2 separate regions of the Anser cygnoides genome follow, and region 2 is linked to region 1. The links are chromatin contacts, called in public Hi-C maps. All regions are on one chromosome and are shown on one strand. The core of a region is the stretch at or near the end of the contact, and the rest is flanking DNA. Distances in the headings are between cores, read along the strand shown.

The links. Hi-C and Micro-C count contacts between places; a contact is called where the count stands out from the background.
Region 2: a Hi-C map of liver shows a contact between it and region 1, with 4 times the contacts expected there. The contact joins the enhancer-like site here to the promoter of WTIP in region 1. A contact is called at or near these places in 4 of 7 Hi-C or Micro-C datasets (fetal liver, granulosa cells and liver).

What each region holds. Positions count from the first base shown.
Region 1 is chr12:10,014,872-10,020,823 of Taihu_goose_T2T_genome, reverse strand. WTIP (WT1 interacting protein) reads right to left here and starts at 4,146. Exons shown (of 8, transcript XM_013176618.3): 1 at 2,006-4,146. The coding sequence starts at 3,503. It overlaps LOC136791767 (a long non-coding RNA gene), which reads left to right and starts at 5,763. Exons shown (of 3, transcript XR_010834352.1): 1 at 5,763-5,952.
Region 2 is chr12:10,105,118-10,110,821 of Taihu_goose_T2T_genome, reverse strand. All of the region lies in intron 1 of LOC106033235 (a long non-coding RNA gene), which reads left to right. Among named protein-coding and RNA genes, the nearest start is that of GPI, 63 kb to the left of the region's middle. Within about 2 kb of position 2,786, at least 1 of the 3 cell types and tissues checked has open chromatin away from gene starts, as enhancers often do. A contact at or near this core is called in liver, where this site is marked.

The DNA of each region.
Region 1 (5,952 bases), core at 2,897-5,396:
TACTTCTAAGGTGCAAGTTGTGGCAGTGACTCTGCTGCTATAACAAACACCTACGGGGCAGCTGGTACGTATGTTACCAGACATAAAGGCACAAGCTTACTACCAATCCGACACAGGACACATCTGCCGAGGCTTAGGGCATGCTGCAACATGTTGCTAGAGAATATACATGCAAGTAGTGACACTCACAACAGGTAAGTCCTTATAAATAAGAAAAACCCACCCACAGCACAGATTCCTGAGGCTGCTCCTGGAGCCCCTGATCACACCCAGCTTCCCTAGCCACTGGAAAAGCCTCTCAGAGGGTCAGGACAGCTGTAAGATATGTTTCTTACTCAAAATGCCTTTTAGTTCTGTCTCCCACTGCACACCACTGATATTTTGAAGGTAACATTTCTTGGTGTTAGCACGTTAATTAATCCCCCTCTGCCCCTATGCGGCTTCTGCACATACTCATGAGTGACCCGTTATTGACCCCAGCCGGTGATGGGCCCGCCAGCACCTGAAGCCCCACACCAGGTGCAGTGGCCCGCCATCAGCTTTCTTCTTCAGCCCTGCACAGGATGGATGGAAGCACAGCGAGGCTGCCGCAGTAAGCTGGCACTGTATTCAGCCTCCTTTGTCCAGGCACAAGAGCTTGTAAAAACAATACCGCTGCACTTCACAGAAAGGCTTTCCTAGTAGGACAGGGACTCGCTCAGCTACCTCAAGCGATCCGTCCAGGTCTGTCTCACTACAAGCACACAAAGCCATATAACTCCTCCCTCGCGCACAGAGCACACCCATGCTACACCAAAAGCAGCCTCAAACTTTAGCGTTTAAATCACAGGCTGAGGTAACATGCGTCTCCATCTCGAACAACACTTGTGTCAGTCGGGGATCACACTACCAGTGCCCAGCCAGCACACAAAGGCTGAGGTACCCGTCCCCTCAGAGGCCGTGGACTCAGCAGTTCCCACACAGGGCCACTGCTGGGTGCTGACTGAGCTCCTCGTGACCCCAAGCCCCCCATCTCCCCAGGCCTTGTTCTCCCTTCTCTGACAGGAGTCCCCCCCCCCCCAGAGCCCACAGCCCCAGTTCAAGCTGCTCCCAAGGGCTGCCCAGGTCCAGCTGCCCTACCCAGCCATCGCCTGGCTCATCCCGTCCCCAGAGGAACGGGGCAGTATTTGTACGCTCCAGGATTATCTTTCAAAGGCATTTTGGCCTTTATCACCCAGTACAAAATAAAAGACACAGGAACTTTGACACGACTACAAAGCATGTTCACGTGTTTCAAGAAGTTGCTTTTTTTCTATAAAGAAGCACTGAAGATACCCGGATGACTACCAAAAAGCTGACACCACCTCACCAAGGACAGACAAGTCTGCTCTCCCCTGACCTCCCCTCACGTGCCAGAGATGACACCAACCCCTACCAGACTCGTGCGCAGCACGGACCTGCAAGGCCTCACGGGGTGGAAACAATGCTGGGATGCCACAAGCACTCTGAACTAGGACAACGTAACTGAATGAGGCACTAAAACTGCTTCACCAGCCAGGCTCATTGTCTTTAACAACTTAAACGTTGTAGATGGCCTGAAAGTATGATCACAAATACCACAGCCTCAGCAGGCTGAACTTTATCGATGAAGGCAAATGAGCAAATCAGTGTGAACCCCAACAGCTTCTGTAACACTTGAGACAAGTCTCCTATCTGCACCTGGAAGGGGAAGAGTCACAAAGCCTAGCAAACTGTACAAGAAATAGAAGATAAAACACCAGGTACGAGGCAAAGTGCAAACGCTTCTGACACCAGTTAGAAAGACAGTATCTGTGGTGAGCCAGCTTTCTCTTACAATGACCAGAGGCTTCAGTAGGTAACTGGCCCAGAGCAGTTCTGGGCATCACACCCTCACCTTCCCCAGAGCTAAAATCACCCAGCTCCAGGCAGGCCCCGCACACCATCACCTTCTAGCCGCTCGCCCCCTCCAGGCCCCACACCCTGCCTCCCCGAGCAGGTCACTCACCGAAGTACTCCTTCTTCATGTGCATCTCCAGCTCCTTCTCCAGCTCCAGCGTCAGCGCCTCCAGCCTCCTCTCCGCCTGGCTGGGGCCGCTCTCCCGGCTCGGCGTCACCTGGTAGGGGAGCTTGAATTTGGGAGCCGAGGCCGAGCCTTTGGTGGGGCTGTAGGCGTAGGGGGACGCGGCGTCGGGGCCGCCACCGCCAGCCGGGTGCTGCTGGTCGTGGCGCGGCGGGGACTGGGCATGGATCTTGTGGTAGCCATCGGGCAGCTCGGGCACCACGCAGTCCTCCTGCAGGCCGGGCCCCAGCAGCGAGGAGCGGGGCGAGGGCAGCTGCAGCTCGGGGTAGGCGCTCATGGAGCCGCGGGAGCTCCGCGAGCTCTGGCTGGAGATGCTGGAGCGGGGGCTGACCACGGCAGCGCCCTGCACGCCGCGGCCCTCGGGGGGCCCGCAGAGGCTGGAGCGGGGGCTGGCCACGGCCAGGCCGGCGGCAGCGGCCCCGTCCAGCTCGGCGCCGCCCGGCGGGCCGTACCTGGAGTCCGAGTAGCTGGAGCGGGGGCTGGTGGGGCACGAGTACTGGCTGGCGGTGCTGGAGCGGGGGCTGGCGTGGCGCTGGTCGTAGCCCATGCTGATGCCGCTGGTGCGGTTGCTGCTGGGCTTGCTGCCGCCGCCACCGCCGCCGTCGTAGCTGGTGAGGCTGGCGCGGGGGCTGGAGTGCTTGCTGGTGTCGCTGGCCGTGCTGGCGTAGCTGGAGCGGGGGCTCAGCGCCGCGCCGTCGTACTGCACCAGGCTGCCGCGGGGGCTGCCGTACTTGTCCTGCCCGGGCACCACCAGGCTGGAGCGGGGGCTCGAGAACTTCTCGTAGGGCAGCGAGCACCCCGCGCCGCCCAGGCTGGAGCGGGGGCTGGAGAACTTGCCGTGCTCGGCGCCGGGGCCCGGCGAGGCGGCGGCTGCGGCGGGAGCCAGGCTGGCCCGGGGGCTGGCGGCTCCGTACTTGCCGTCGGGGCCCCCGGCCGCCCTCCCGCCGCCCTTGGCCACGTAGCCGCCGTCGTAGGCGCTGCCGGCGGCGTAGCGGTAGCCCTCGGCCGAGTAGCGCTTGCCCTTGTCGGGGAAGCCGCTGTAGCAGGGCAGCGCCACCTCGGAGCGGGTGCACAGCCCCTCCTCGCAGCACGGCGGCCCGGCGGCCGGCGGCGGCGGCTCGGCGCGGCCGTTGGCGGCGCGGAGCGGGGCGGCGGGCGGGTAGGCTTTGCCGCAGGGGGCGGCGGGGAAGGGGAAGGCTTCGGCGGGCGGCGGCGGCGCGGCGGTGCCGTTCATCTTGCGGCCCCGCTGCTCCGCCGGCATGTGGGCGGCCAGCACCCGCTTGGTCTCCTCCAGGTCCGGGGGGAGCGGCGGGTCCCGGCGGCCGCCCCGGCCGTACGGTGCCTCCGGGCAAGGCTCGTAGAGGGACAGATCTTCCAGGAGCTTGGTGGCCTTCAGTGCCATGTCCTCCTCGTACTTCTCCATGCTCGGCCGGAGCCCGGCGAAAGTCTCCGCGAAGGCGCAGTCCAGAGGAGGAAAAGATTAAAAAATAAATAAAGTAAAAAAAATAAAAACCCGCCCCCAAAAGAAAGCCCCTCGACAGGACACAGCCGGCGGGACGCAGCTCCTTCCCCGGCGGGCGGCCCGGGCTGCGAGCAGGCTGGGCGGCGATCACCTCGGCGGCATCCCGGCTCTGCACGGCTCGGCGCGGCCGGGCTGCCCAGCGGCGGGCGGCGAGCGGAGGCGAGGAGCCCCTGTGTCACTTTCCAGCCTTAAATAAGTTGCTGGGTCCAGTCAATGGCGCGCTGCGCGGAGGAATTTGCGCTCGGCGGCTCCCTGCCCCCGCCGCCCCCGGCCGGCCGCCCCGCGGCGGGGCCGCGGCTCCTGCCCGCACCCCCGGGCGGGGGCGAAGGCGGCGGCCGGTCCGTGAGGGGCTTCGCGGGGCGGCCGGCGGGGCGCGGGGCGCGGCGAGGCAGGGACTCCTTTGTGTGGGGCAGGAATGCGAGGAAGGAGACTGGGCGCTGCGTCCCGCTGGAATGTAGTTAATGCCGGAGCCAAACAATGATTTGCACCGAGTCAGGCGGGGAGAGGGCGGCCGCGGCGGCGGGGCCGGCGGCTTCCCCTCAGCGCGGCCCACTCCCGAGCGCCGCTGCCCGGGGCTGTCACCGCCACGGGGCTCGGCCGGGGGCTGAGGGGAGTCCCCGGCCCTGAGGGGGGGTCCCGGTGCCGGGCGGGGGCGGCCGCGGCCCCGTTTCCCGCTCTCGGCCCTGACTGGAACTTTCGGCCGGGGCGCGCCCCCCGCGGGCAGGGGCTGAGGCGCGGCCGCTGCGAGCGGCTCCCACCTGTGCCGGAGCCCCGGCACCTGAGGGCTGCTTGTACTTATTGGCTTCGTTTTTAAATAAATAAATAAATAAAAGCAATACCGGGACGCGATGAACGCGCCGTGGCCCAAAGCAATCTGCGAATTGACATAAGCTTGAAAAAAGCTTGCTGCTGTTTGTGTAATTTTGCGAAAGCTTTATCTGTTGATCCCGTAACAAACACGGTGCTGCTTGGTATTTACGTTTGTATACACACAGCAGTCTGTCAGAAAACACCAGTCTACTGAGCTGAGACCTCCGATGTGAAACTGTAGCCTACAGTTAATTTTTTTATAAGTACAACTCCCTGATGAGCATCAGTGTTGATCTCAGAAACACTGAGGAAGCCCGAGCAATAGGTACCTGAGCAGTGTCAATGCAATGAGAGAAATATGTTGCAAGTTTGTGCTGCAGGTGCTCTGTCCCTGCCAAGAACATTTTATCCTGTTATCATACCTAATTAAACATTAAAAGCAACTGTGTACTTGAAAATGTCCCCAGCTGTGGAGGGCAATTGATTGGCAATCTGTTTGTGTGTGCAAAAAACATTAAAAAAAAAAAAAAAAAAAAAAAGAAATCTAGCAAACCATCTAAATGTGCAAAACCAGCCCTGAAAAGCAAACCTGTTAGACATGGAAGAGGCTGTTCACTGTTGATGTGAACGTATGTGTACATCAGCAACCCATCTTGGGAGTCAACCACTTTTCTGCTACGTTTTCACATCTCCAGCGGTCTCATTACACTTTCTGCTGGTATCACCACATGCTTCCAGAGGTTACTTCCCAGAAGTAGTATCTCACCTCTGGTCTGCAGGTGCGCGACCGCTGAAAGCACCTCTTGCTGTAGCACATCCTGGCACGTACCGCCGCGGTTCCAAACAACACGCAGCGCAGGCCCTGGGCGATGGCAGCAGAAGCCTCCCTGCGAAGGTGCCATGGCGCTGACCTGGATCACAGCAGCATTTCAATTCCCTGCTCCACTCAAGCCTTGTGCTTTCTGGTGAAGCTGAGGCTCCTTCTGCAGCACGCACAGAAATCCCAGTTAACTTGAGTGCTGAGCCAGGGACTCCTGCACAAAGTGCACTACGGGCAGTGGGCATCTCACAGGCTGCTGCCTTCAAGCATGCGGGTGCTGAGCTCCTCCGTTTCTGGTTCCTGGGGCCTTTGCTAGGATGATCTGTCCTCTGACTGGCTGTGGATTACTCACTGACAGTTTTTATTAGGTTGTCTTCTTGTGAATCTAGGAGAGGCTCATGGACAACCTGGGAACCTAGGCCATCAGAGCACCTACAGAAAAGCTAATTTATTGTATTTCTTTTTTTTTTTTTTTAACTTCTTAACGGTAGGTAACTCTATTATTAATCAAACAGGGTGTGGAGAGCATATCCTGAGGGGCTCTGCCTGTGTGCTTGCACAAGGAAGGATTCTGAGCAGCTGTTTTTAGGAGCCAAACAGTGGGAACTGCAGAGCTGATGCTGTGTGAAGTCAGAAGCATAAGCTCAAGCGGAGGAGCTTGTTGTCCTCCCATAGCTCTGTCTTCTGAGCCACAAATCAGCCCTCATTCTGCCTTCAGCA
Region 2 (5,704 bases), core at 1,537-4,036, 91 kb before region 1:
AAAGAAAGCAAGTGGCAAATTCACAGTTCAGGTCAGCAAAGGTTTGTGTATGGATAGAGATGCTCTCCAGGATGGAAATGAAGTTTGTTACTAGTGGTCGTGCAGGGGAGGCTAGCGGCTGCCTACAGGGAGGCAACATGCAAATGGCTGAAGGGAAGAGAAGGATTATGGCGGGGGGATCCCTGTAAATGAGCAGATAATGACAGTTGTTGGCAGGGAACTTCGGGAATAGTCAGGTGTGCAAGCAGCAGTGGCTCCCACCTGGCCCCTGTGTGCCATGTCACTGTCACGGGCACAGTTGCAGGGCTTAGGTCCTCCTGAGGGTGGTCAGATGTATTAGGAGAGGTGCAAGCAAGCTTCCTTCATGTTGGGTGTCTGCCGCAGGTCATGCTGGCCCGTCTCTTTTTGCAGAGTTGTATTTCTGGCCAGCATGAGGCTGCTTGCTTTGGCTTGAGTGTGTGTGGCAAAATGCATGACAAAATATTTAGGAAAAAAAGTAGGCGTGCACCTGAGCACAAATTCTTGAAGCTCTTAAAACCTCATCTGTCTAGAGTCCAGCTCTGCAAATGAAATCTTTTTGTATGCTACCGGCTTCTTGAGCATGCAGCCAGTATTCTTGTGGGTTACATTTTCATATACTTATGCTGTAGCTATATAGACCTTTATGTATACACTTGAATTCCTTTTCCCTCCATTGTATCATTCCAGAGCTTGAGGGTATAGCAAAAAATGAACACGGAGAGGAGAGTGTTTCTTGGGCTTTGGGTTTTAATTTATTTATTTTTTACTCCTCAGGAGCCATATGAATCACTCATAACCATGAAAAGACTTTGTAAATAATTTGGAAAAACAGGCCTTCTGACCTATTTTAGTCCTCCAAGATGGCAAAAAAAATTCCCTCAAAACTGCTAAAGTAATCTGGAGGTAGAAGGTTTACTGTTTCCCCCTTGCATGCCACCACTGCTGCTCTGGAGACTTTTAAAACCCCTGAGCAGCATGAAAGGTAGATGTGACATTGTGCAGGGAGCTGCAGATGGTAGGCGCTGGCAGGCCCACGAGAGTAAACTTTCTGGGGGCAGCTGTTCTGTGTCACTGCTGTCACGTTGTTCTTTAACAGGAGGCAGCAGTAACGGGAGGGAGACAGTGCTGCACAGAGCTGCTGTTTGTACAGGGAGCTTCACCCTCGTTCGGTGAATTAGGAGAGTCTGACAAACATAAAGGGAATTTCGAAGTGTTAATGCATTAATTCATGCCTCTGCTTGTTTCTCATAGTAGTACTCCGTTGTGGGACTGGCTTTTTGATATAACAGCTTATAAATAGCAGACGCTAAGGCAGAGGGATGTCTGGTTTGCCACCATTGCTTGGTGGGCCAGTACGAGCCTGAAAATCTCCTGGTCATCTGCTTCTTCTGAATACCATCGCTTTTCCAACTTCTGCTGCTCATAGGATGAGTGTCAGGCTTTGGTGCTCAGAAATGGTATTTGTTCTGGTTGTTCATGACATCTATTTTGTTGTCTTTGAGCAATAAGGTGACATTTAAGATACCTCTGATAACACTTTTCTTTGTCTCGTGGGTATTATACACATGCAAATGTATAATACAAGCAGAAATGTAGGTATTCTTTTTTGTAAATTTGGCTGAAGCTTGACAGGTATGTTGGAAAAGCTTATCTCCCTTTAGAGTACAAAATTTGGGTGGCTGCTATGCAACAGTCATGCCAAAGGGCTTTGCTGGCATTGCACGTATAAACAGAGGTTTGGGACGAAACTTACTTTTTGGGTTAGCATTGCTGTTTCTTATTTTTCAGTACTTTGTGTAGACTAAATCATGAAACAGAATAAGTAATGGACTGTCTGACTCTATTACCAGTGAAGAGCAGAGTTGTAGGAACTTCCTTGGTTTTGGCCAAAAGGAACATTTGTCTTTAATGTTCAGCATTAAAAATGACACATGTGAATCCTTTCATTTTTGCTGGTTTGAGAAACAAGACAAACTGGAAAAAAAGGCATCCCAAGAAAGTTATCTGGCAAAGAGTAAGTTAACCATGAATTAAATTAATATTTCTGTATTGCTAGTATGAAGCTGATGCTTTACACAGTCATCAGAGAATAAATCTGTACTGATTGAAAGAAATCAATGTTTGGGCTTGTTCTTTGACCAAAAATTTAGTTTTATTCACTGAAAGGAATATTCCTCCCCCCTGACACTGTGATGCAGGAGTCGTTCAAGAAATGTGTGTGTTCTCGTGCTATGTTATCGGCTATGTTATACCAATTCCTTTGTTACGGTTTTATTTAAGCTTTTGGTTCAGAACCAAGCTGTAAAATTTAGGGAGGAATCTGAGGATATGAGGCAATTGATGAGGTAGTTATTTCTTCCTTCTATACTGTAGGGGGGAAAAAAAAAATCTGTTGGATTTTGTCTGAACTGAAACTAGAGGGGGGATAAGCAACTCTTCTTGTATCCCTTTCCTGCTAAGAGCTGGTCGCTCAGAGGGAGGTACTCACCCTTCCAGCAGTTGGTTAGGTTCCTCGCCCAGACAAGTTTATTCACCTCCTGGTGGATTATGCTTTAAATGTATATGAACACCAGGAAAGCATGACCTGAAATGTGGTTTGTAGTAAAATTTTCCATGAACGTAGTTCAGGAGAGCTTACCTTCCAAAAGACATTTATAAACTCTCTCTTCTATTCAAGGCAGAGCTGGCTTGTTGGTGGCTATGCTTTATTATGTAACTTTATTTGGGAAATGGAAAATTGTGCTTTTCCTCCCTGAAATAACCTCTAAAATGCATCAGGAAAATGCTGCAGTTCCTTTGGGAGAACACTTGCGGGTGCCTCTATCTGTTAACCAGCTGGAGCGAGAGCACTGACACCAACACTGTCACTTAAGCACCGTAGTGCTTAATATTTCTCTGAAATGCGTCTGATCCTTTATCATGAGGACCGAATGAAGTGAAACCATTACTGTAAACACAGAAAACATTCCACAACGTTCCAAAGTGCACATTTTTGGCAGCAGTAACCTTTCTCCAGATAGTTGCCTGGGAATTTACAAATTGGTCACATCTGAGTCTGTTTTGTGAACCTTCCTGAAATCTGCACCTGCCTCGCAGAGACATACAGAAGGAGAGAGGCTATAGATACTTTTGTTGATGTTTCATTAGAGGCAAATTTAAACAGCCATGTTTTAAGGTCTGGTTATAACATCTTGGGTGGCAAAACATCTTGTTATTTGTTGGAAGTGAACACTTGGTGAGTCAGTTGTGCTTCTTGTTTTTTCTTACCCCCCCCCCCCCCCCCCCCCCCCCCCCCCCCGAATTACTGGGACTTTTTTTTTCTCTGAACGAAGCATATAACTTTCTCCAGGTTATTTTTGTTGTGAAGAGAGGACAAATACTTAAATAACAATCTGAATTGCTGAGTGGTAAGAGGTCTCCTGGTGCTGTTTTTATCAGGCACTGGAACTGATATTGGAGTAAAGAGGGCAGCAGTGAGTCGCAATCGTACAGGAAGGGTTGAAATAGAATGTGCAGGTAACACAGCAGGAACCTCTTTTGAAAGACTGTTGAATTGTGGTAATAATTCCAACTGCTCCAACATCCACAAAGTGTATGTTTCATGGTGAAAGACAGGCCACAACAAATTTCCCTGCAAAATTATCAAAATATTTGTCCATCAAATGTAAAGAGTGATTTTATTATTATTATTTTTTTCAGTAGTAGTATTTGACTAGTTGTTCTGTTAGATTCAGGTACGGAAGCTGAATTTAAAGCTTGCTTACAGATTTTCAAAGAGATTAATTATTATTCTAGTTCAGCAGCTCTGGAAATGCACTAACATTCTTTTAAGACCTATATAGGCTTTTTGGTCAATGCATGGTCCTGTCTTACTACAGGACAATTTCATCCTGGACCGTGGCACTCTGAACTTGCTGTATTATTTGACTGTTATGAAAACATTTCAAGCTGTTTGGTCTTGATCCTTGTTTAGTCCCAAGTACAATTTGTTTGATGTGAGTAGCCAGTTGCTGGTGGAAATGAATGCTTTGTAACAACAACATAGGGTTGAAAGATTTTTTTTGTTTCTTGGTGAAGGCTTTTGGTCAGCCAGAAAAACACAGAGTGGTTAAGTCTGGGTTTAAATCTTTGGATGCAGAAGCTTTTATAGTCCCTCTGGCTTCAGTCAGAGCAAGCTCACGGGTATAAACCCGTGAGGAATCAAGAATTCATATTCTTATTCCCAGTGTTATGGAAGGTATTTCCCAATCAGTTGTGTCCTTGTAGGCTTTATTAAAAAAATACAAGTGCTTATGTATTTACATACATGCACACACCCTAAAAAATCCAAATGCTTTCTCTCCCATTCTTTGTGAAGACATCCTTTCAAAGCTGGCAGTGATGTGAAGGTGGAGCATCTACTCTTTTTCACTATTTCGCATATCTGTTTTTTATTATCTGTTTCTAGTGGGAATAGAATATCTTAAAGACTTTCTCTGCTTTCTCTGTGTTGTGAACACTTCCAAATGTAATTTGGGATGTAGTCTCAGAGAAGGAAATATTTCTCTATAAATACAGAAGGCATCTGTACACCTGCATGACATTTCTTTAATAACAAGTTAGTTGTTTATTTGCAAGTCAACAGTTGGATTGTATCAGCTGCTCTCCCTTTTTAGTGGCATGAACACTTGGCTGAAAAAAGGTTGCAGACTGATGTTTTGTAACAGGTAATGGAGTCTCTGTACAGCATGGTCCATCTGCATGGCAACTTACAGCAATACCTTTATCCCTTCCTTTGCTCGTTCCTGTTCAAGTCTTCTGACAAAGGCCCAGCTTTATCTCAGAAGGTACGAATAGTATCTCCTTCACACCTCAGCTAAATAGTTATTCCCATGGCAGCTTTAAAAGCCTCTGGGTTTATCAGTGGAAAAAATGCTTGGAAAGGAGAGATTTAGTACTTAAATTAGTTCTATCAGCACTTTTTTTTTTTTGGCTGGGACTTGTTCTCACAGAACTTCAAGCTGGATTATTTGTATTAAACTTCCTGACTGAATTCCAAACAAGTCATCTTTCCCCACAACGCTGACCTTTAGTTCGAGGCCAGAATAATTTTAATTTGTTTCAAGTTTCCCTTATAAGCAAGAGAACAAGCAATAAAATCCAAGACCTGGTTAGCTAGCTGCATGGCAAAATATTTTTTAATTCTAAGGAGGAAAAAAAAAAAACAATAAATAAGGATATTCCATACTGACATCCAAACTGGGCACTGCCTGAAAGTGGTTAACTGCAACCTTCTGGGCAGCCAGTCTGAAAGCTGCAGAAAAATAATGGTTTTAAAGAAAAGTGTTAAGTAACTAACTTGTTTTTAACTAGGGTTATGCCCCAACGGAAGTGTTACGGGGCATATTTTAGACTCCCATTTGCTGTTTCTGGCCGGGGTGAGGCAGAGGTGATGTCTTGGGCTGTCATTTGCTGAATGCATCAGGCCACCAGCTTGCACCAGTGCTATCCCCGCTCTCCTGCTGGCACAGGCATCTGAGCCCCTATGTGGTGAGCAGGATCAGGTAATTGATCTGGCTTAATGTAACCTTTTTTTTTCTTTTTTTTTTTTTTTTTGCTAGTTTAGTGCTAACCCAAATAAATTCCCTGATCTGCTCCATTGCATGGCTGCATAATGCGCCAGCACATGGGAGAAGGCCAAGGC